2 separate regions of the Arabidopsis thaliana genome follow, and region 1 is linked to region 2. A link is a contact called in public ChIA-PET data. All regions are on one chromosome and are shown on one strand. The core of a region is the stretch at or near the end of the contact, and the rest is flanking DNA. Distances in the headings are between cores, read along the strand shown. Region 1 holds the start of CYP77A6 (cytochrome P450, family 77, subfamily A, polypeptide 6). Region 2 holds the start of SPD1 (P-loop containing nucleoside triphosphate hydrolases superfamily protein).

Region 1 (3,021 bases), core at 118-2,617, 63 kb before region 2:
TAAAAAGACCATTTTATCCACATCTTTTTCCTCAACCTCACGATCTCCAACCGTTGATTTAATCTCATCGTAGAGCCGAGATTGAATCTCAGGATTCACAATCAGTTGCGCTATACCCCACTCGATCGCCGTCCCCGTCGTATCCGTACCACCGTTAAGAAACTCAGAGCAGAGCGACACAAGCTCTTCATTAGACGGCGTCGTTATACGACCTTCGGTTTTAAGGTCAAAGAGTGTATCAAGATAAGAAAAAGACGACGCCGTTTTATCAGTCCCCGGCTTCTGAATCGCTCTCCGTCGTCTCTCGATGAGTTTAACGATGAAATCAACTTGTTCACAACGAACCTCGAGAGCTCTTGCTCTCTCCTTGGAATAAAACGGAGCAAGAATCGGGAGATAATCATCGAGTCTTGGATTGAGTGTGATCAACACTTTCTTCATCACTTGATCCATATTCAATATCGATTCTTCATCCATTTCGATTCCAAAACACATCTCCAAAAGAATACAAAACGCAGCGAATCTTGCGTTTCTTAGGACCCAAACAAGACCGTCGTTGTCTTTAGCTTCTGATTTGATCCTCTCGACGAGTTTATCCATTGCGGATTGTCTCAACGACCCGAATTCTCTGAACCGGATCGAGCTTAACATGTTCTGTACCATGTTCTTTCTCAGGGATCGCCATACTGGACCGTACGCTGAAGCGTTAACGGTGAAAGTGTTGGAGCTGAAGATGGTTCGGGTCGGATTCTCGGTGGGTCGGGTTGCGAACATTGGTCCACGTTGAATCAGAACGTCGTGGACGAGAGCTGAATCAGAGATTATGATCATTGTTCGACTTCCCATCCTCAACGTGTAGATAGGACCGTATTTTTTCCTTACATCGTCAACGTACTCGTAAAACTGCTTCCCGGAGCGCGCGAATTGGAAGAGGTTTCCAACCACCGGCCACCCCGGAGGACCTGGAGGAAGCTTCACGATCTTTGATTTAGCACTCCGGCGCGTGAGGATCAGTAGAACTAAACTGGATATAAGGATAGTGTAGAAGAGTGAAGGAGAGATGTTAAAGAAAGTGTGAGGAAACGAAAGGATAGACATTTTTAGCTTCTTGTTTTTCTTCTTCTTTTCACTGAGCTTTGTTTGTAGCTATGGAGGATTAAGAGTGGAAGGGAAAAGCAGAGGAAGGTATAAAAACAGAGCAGAGCATGATAATTTAGGTGAGGAGAATTTAAAGTAACCAGTTTTGCGATTGGTTTCATTTAATTTTATGAGGCTGAGTTTGGTATGCACAAGAAGTACGATGGAAATTTAAAGTCTTGTCTTTCATGACTAGTACAGTAGTTGTAATCGTGTAAATTGTTTGCTAACACACGGTAGTTATCTTCTAACGTGTGATTCTGCATGTCAACGTTTCTCAGTTAAGAAGATTATGTTTTTTTTTTCTTTTCTCAATGTTTTTGGCTTTAGCATCATAAATTGTAACAAACAAAATACTCATATCTCAAGTTTATTTTGTATTCTCCCATTTTTAGTGTTTAGCATGACAGTTGTTTTACCAAATTCTCATTCTAAGCTTTTATTACAAACATAGTTAAGTTTTTACCCTCAAAGATAACAGAATTCTAAAAGATTCTTAATGGAAAACATGACTTGAGTACCAATATGCTTCTTGTATTCATTTTTACATGAGAGTGTTTATCAGTTTATGCATGTATTCCATACAGCATTTATTCATTTTTAAAAGTTGGATATGCTACAAACCTGCGGCTTTCATTGTACCCTAGGTCTCACCATGGCCCTCAACGGCTTCTTCATCACAACCGCAAACACCAACTTCCCGGCAAAATCCATCTCGCTCTGCGGTGGATAGGCTAACCACTCGAACTCTTGAACCATCCTCGCTATCATCAAATGCACATGTACCGTCGCCATTCCCATCCCCGGACAGATCCTACGGCCAACACCAAAAGGCATCATCTTCACTCCAGCAACTCCTGTTATATCGGCGTCTTCCCGCCCTGATAAGAACCGGTCAGGGTCGAACTTTTTTGGCTCTGACCAGATCTTCGGGTCTTCACTAATTCCGGGAAGATAAAACTCAATGTTGACCCCGACAGGGATGTTATAGCCAGAGAGAGTCGTTGGTTCCGTTACACCGTGACTTAATGTAAAGTAAGTCGGTGGATGTCGCCGGAGAATCTCTTTGACTACAGCTTGTAACAAGACCATTTTGTCCACGTCTCTTTCATCGACCGCACGATCTCCAACCGTTGATTTAATCTCATCGTACAGTCGAGATTGAATCTCGGGATTCGCTATCAACTCTGCGATTCCCCACTCGATCGCCGCCCCAGTCGTGTCCGTACCGGCATTGAGAAACTCCGAACAGAGCGTTACAAGATCTTCATCAGACGGCGTCGTTTCACTTCCTTCGATGATTCTAAGATCAAAGAGTGTATCAAGATACGAGAAAGACGATACCGTTGCGGTCCGAATCGCCTTCCGTCGTTTCTCGATGAATCCGACGACGAAATCTACAAGTTCCCGACGAAGCTTAAGAGCACGATTTCTCTCATTGTAGTTAAACGGCGTTAAGATCGGAAGGTAATCGTGGAGTTTTGGATCAACGGCGTTTAATATCGCCGTCATCAACTGATCCATCTTCTCAATTGATTCCTCTTCCATCTCAACTCCAAAACAGATATCTAATAAAACACAAAACGCAGCGTATCTGCTGTTTTGCAGAACCCAGACGAGTCCATCGTTGTCTCTAGCTTCAGATTTGATTCTCTCGATGAGTTTATCCATGGCGGATTTTCTAACAGAACCAAACTCCTTGAGCCGATTCGAGCTAAGCATGTTCTGAACCATGTTCCGTCTCAATGACCTCCACACAGGTCCATACATAGCGGAATGAACTGTGATTTCACTGGAGCTGAAGATTTTCCGGGTCGGAGTTTCAACGGGTCGGGTCGCGAATTGTGCTCCACGTTCGATTAACGCTTCGTGGGCGAGACTGGC
Region 2 (2,845 bases), core at 26-2,525:
CTACACGTTTCCTGTGTTCATCAGCTAACATCCGTGCAATTTCTCTGTACAAAACAAACCAATCTTGTCATATACCATTTATCAATCACAGTTTTAACAGAAAGATCATCACATTATAAGTTCATATTGATGTACCTGATTAAAGTTGTTTTGCCAACTCCAGGAGATCCAATGACCAAGATGGATCCTCCTCCTTCAATCAAGTCTCTTATAATTTCTGCACTTCCAGAGACTACTCGACCCACTCGACATGTTAGACCAATTACTTGCAGTTTGCGATTACGTATAGCGCTTATACGATGCAAAGATCTGTCAATCCCGGATCGGTTATCATCCGAAAAATCACCAACCTAAATTCAAAACATTTTGATTCAGACACAGAAGAGACCATAATCAGTATAAGCAAGTCTTATCAGTCTTGAAGAACTGCAATAAGCTAAAACATTTGAGAAATTAGTTGCATGTCTTAGATCAGAGACACACATACCTTTGATACCGCAAGCTCCAGATCCTGGTGTGTCACAGGCTGCTCTGAGATCACCCAATCGCCGGAAGGGAATCTAGCAAGTGGCTTTCTCCCTAAATCCATCACTACTTCGATCAATTCCTCAATCGCCTCGTGCTTAACAAGCTCCTTCCTCGTCGCCGGAGGAAGAATCTCTAGGAAAGCGTCGAGCTCCACCGTAGGCGGAGCCGTCGTCGGTGACTTCCGTGATGAGATCGATGAATCAGATGACGGTGACCGAACATCGAAACTGAATCCATCAGATGGTCTCCGAACAGGAGACGGTGACGACGCCGGGGATTTCGATGAAGCGATTCTCTGACGCGCACCACGTGTCCGACGGAATGAGGAAGAGGAATCAGATGAAAAAGCGGTTGCGGTGGCTGAGATTAACCGGCGCGAAGCTTGCCAGGAGCTGTTGATGTCGATCAGAACTAGCCGCGAATTCAACGCCCTCATCACGATTAATTAATTATTTTTTTTAATTATGTACTTTCAAATAAAAAATGAATTAAATAAAAGATTCTGTCTTTTCGTTTTAGCTACTGGTGTGTATATCTGTCTGGAAAGCAGAAATGAAGAAGCTAAAAAGGAAAAGCTGAGGAGGAGAAGAGCTATGAAGCACAACGAAACGACAACGTTTTGAGTATTAGTTCTTTTTTCATTTCATTTTTTTGGAATATGATGATGCGTGAAGACTGAAACTAGTGGAAGATTCCAAAGGATCAAAGCATCTAATTACACAGAAACTGCATCTGTATAGAACAAAGTAGGGTCCATTGTAGAGGGAAAGATGATAACATAGCCGTTCAAGCAACTGGTTCACGTGGCGCCACGTGGAGAGTTGGACAATCTTGTTGACACGTGTCTGACTATGGAGCTACCGTTTATTGCCAATTCGTTTGGAACTCTTTGACAAATTTAGCCCAAAGTCGGAGTTGGTGTTTCTCGCACGGCAGATGCAAAAGTCGTCAACTTTTTAGCTCTGCAAATTGAGATTTGAACCAAAATTGCTGACTAAATTAAACCAAACAAAAACCAGACTAAATGAATGAAATACAAGTCAACCCAAACATTGTGTATCTACAACGACGGTTCCTTAATTTCTTGAGTCATCTTCGTTTTTTAGCCGAATGGGCTTTTAGGTGCTTTACAAATAGTGGTTTAGGATTGGGCCTTCTAATCAGAAACACACCTTGTAGAATATTACATTCACTATAAAATGTAAGGTTTACATTCACGTGAGGCCCATAAGTGTTTTTGTAATAATTAATTTAATATATAGTGTAAACTTAATATTAATATCAAACCGACCTTAGCTCAGTTGGTAGAGCGGAAGACTGTAATGGGTAATTCCAAAGAAATCTTTAGGTCGCTGGTTCGATTCCGGCAGGTTGAATATTTTTAACATTTTATTTCACTTTTAAATTATCTGGGACCCACACTCATCCATCTTTTGCTTCACATTCAACTCGCGTGCCTAACCGTCGATTACTACGCCAAACGTTATCTTTGTTGTAACGTAACAGATTCACCCACTATTTCTCATATTTCGCAAAATAGCCCCAACTTTCTCGGGCACGTATCGGAAGATATTTCTGTGATAGTTCCTGCCACGTGTACATTCTCTCCTCCCCCAAATTGTTGTATACAACAATCTCAGAAAAGGAAAAAAAAAGAAGCACAGTTGAAAGAACCAAAAATGGAGAAACTAACTTTTCTCAGCCTTCTCCTGCATTTCGTCGTCTTCATCGCTTCAACGATACCGTCTTCATCGTTCCTCTTGAATGATCGCACCTTTGAGAGATCGAACTTGCCGTCTACGCGCGCGGAGAAGCTGATCCGTGAGCTAAACCTTTTCCCGCAGCAGGATCTGAATGTGATCGATGTCGCTGATTTGCCTCTCACTGCTGCGGAGGGACCGGGGATTGTTGAACGGAAGTTCGTATTCCCGAATATACTTGCCGATGGTGGCCCTACTGTCGACGATTTAGGTCATCATGCTGGTTATTACAAGCTCCCGAAATCTCGTGGCGCAAGGTTTATATCTGACTTTAGATTTTGGTTCATAGGTATATAGAAGCTTGCAGCTAGCTCTTGACTAGGTTATGTTTGATTCGATTAGAACATTGGACTGTTGGTGACGTTTTTCTAATTGGAATCTCAAAGTAGTGGGAATAGATTATAAATGTTTGTTTGCTTTGTTTGTTGATTTGTTTGCTTGGTGTGTGTTAGCATGTTCTACTTCTTCTTCGAGTCACGGAACAAGAAGGATGCTCCTGTTGTGATTTGGTTGACGGGAGGGCCTGGATGTAGTAGTGAGTTGGCTGTGTTCTATGA

The links. ChIA-PET counts read pairs in DNA pulled down with a chosen protein or histone mark.
Region 1: an H3K4me3 ChIA-PET map of shoot shows a contact between it and region 2, with 11 read pairs. The contact joins the promoter of CYP77A6 here to the promoter of SPD1 in region 2. A contact is called at or near these places in 2 of 26 Hi-C or Micro-C datasets (leaf and shoot) and 1 of 2 datasets of contacts at active chromatin or transcription factors (shoot).

The regions. Positions count from the first base shown.
Region 1 is chr3:3,300,233-3,303,253 of TAIR10.1, reverse strand. It overlaps CYP77A6 (cytochrome P450, family 77, subfamily A, polypeptide 6), which reads right to left and starts at 1,367. Exons shown (of 1, transcript NM_111893.4): 1 at 1-1,367. The coding sequence starts at 1,098. It overlaps UNE9 (Cytochrome P450 superfamily protein), which reads right to left. Exons shown (of 1, transcript NM_111892.2): 1 at 1,550-3,021. The coding sequence ends at 1,771.
Region 2 is chr3:3,237,426-3,240,270 of TAIR10.1, reverse strand. It overlaps SPD1 (P-loop containing nucleoside triphosphate hydrolases superfamily protein), which reads right to left and starts at 1,275. Exons shown (of 9, transcript NM_111877.3): 1 at 488-1,275; 2 at 136-350; 3 at 1-44. The coding sequence starts at 964. It overlaps SCPL49 (SERINE CARBOXYPEPTIDASE-LIKE 49), which reads left to right and starts at 2,004. Exons shown (of 9, transcript NM_111876.5): 1 at 2,004-2,545; 2 at 2,741-2,845. The coding sequence starts at 2,208. AT3G10415 (a tRNA gene) reads left to right here and starts at 1,815; the gene lies at 1,815-1,904.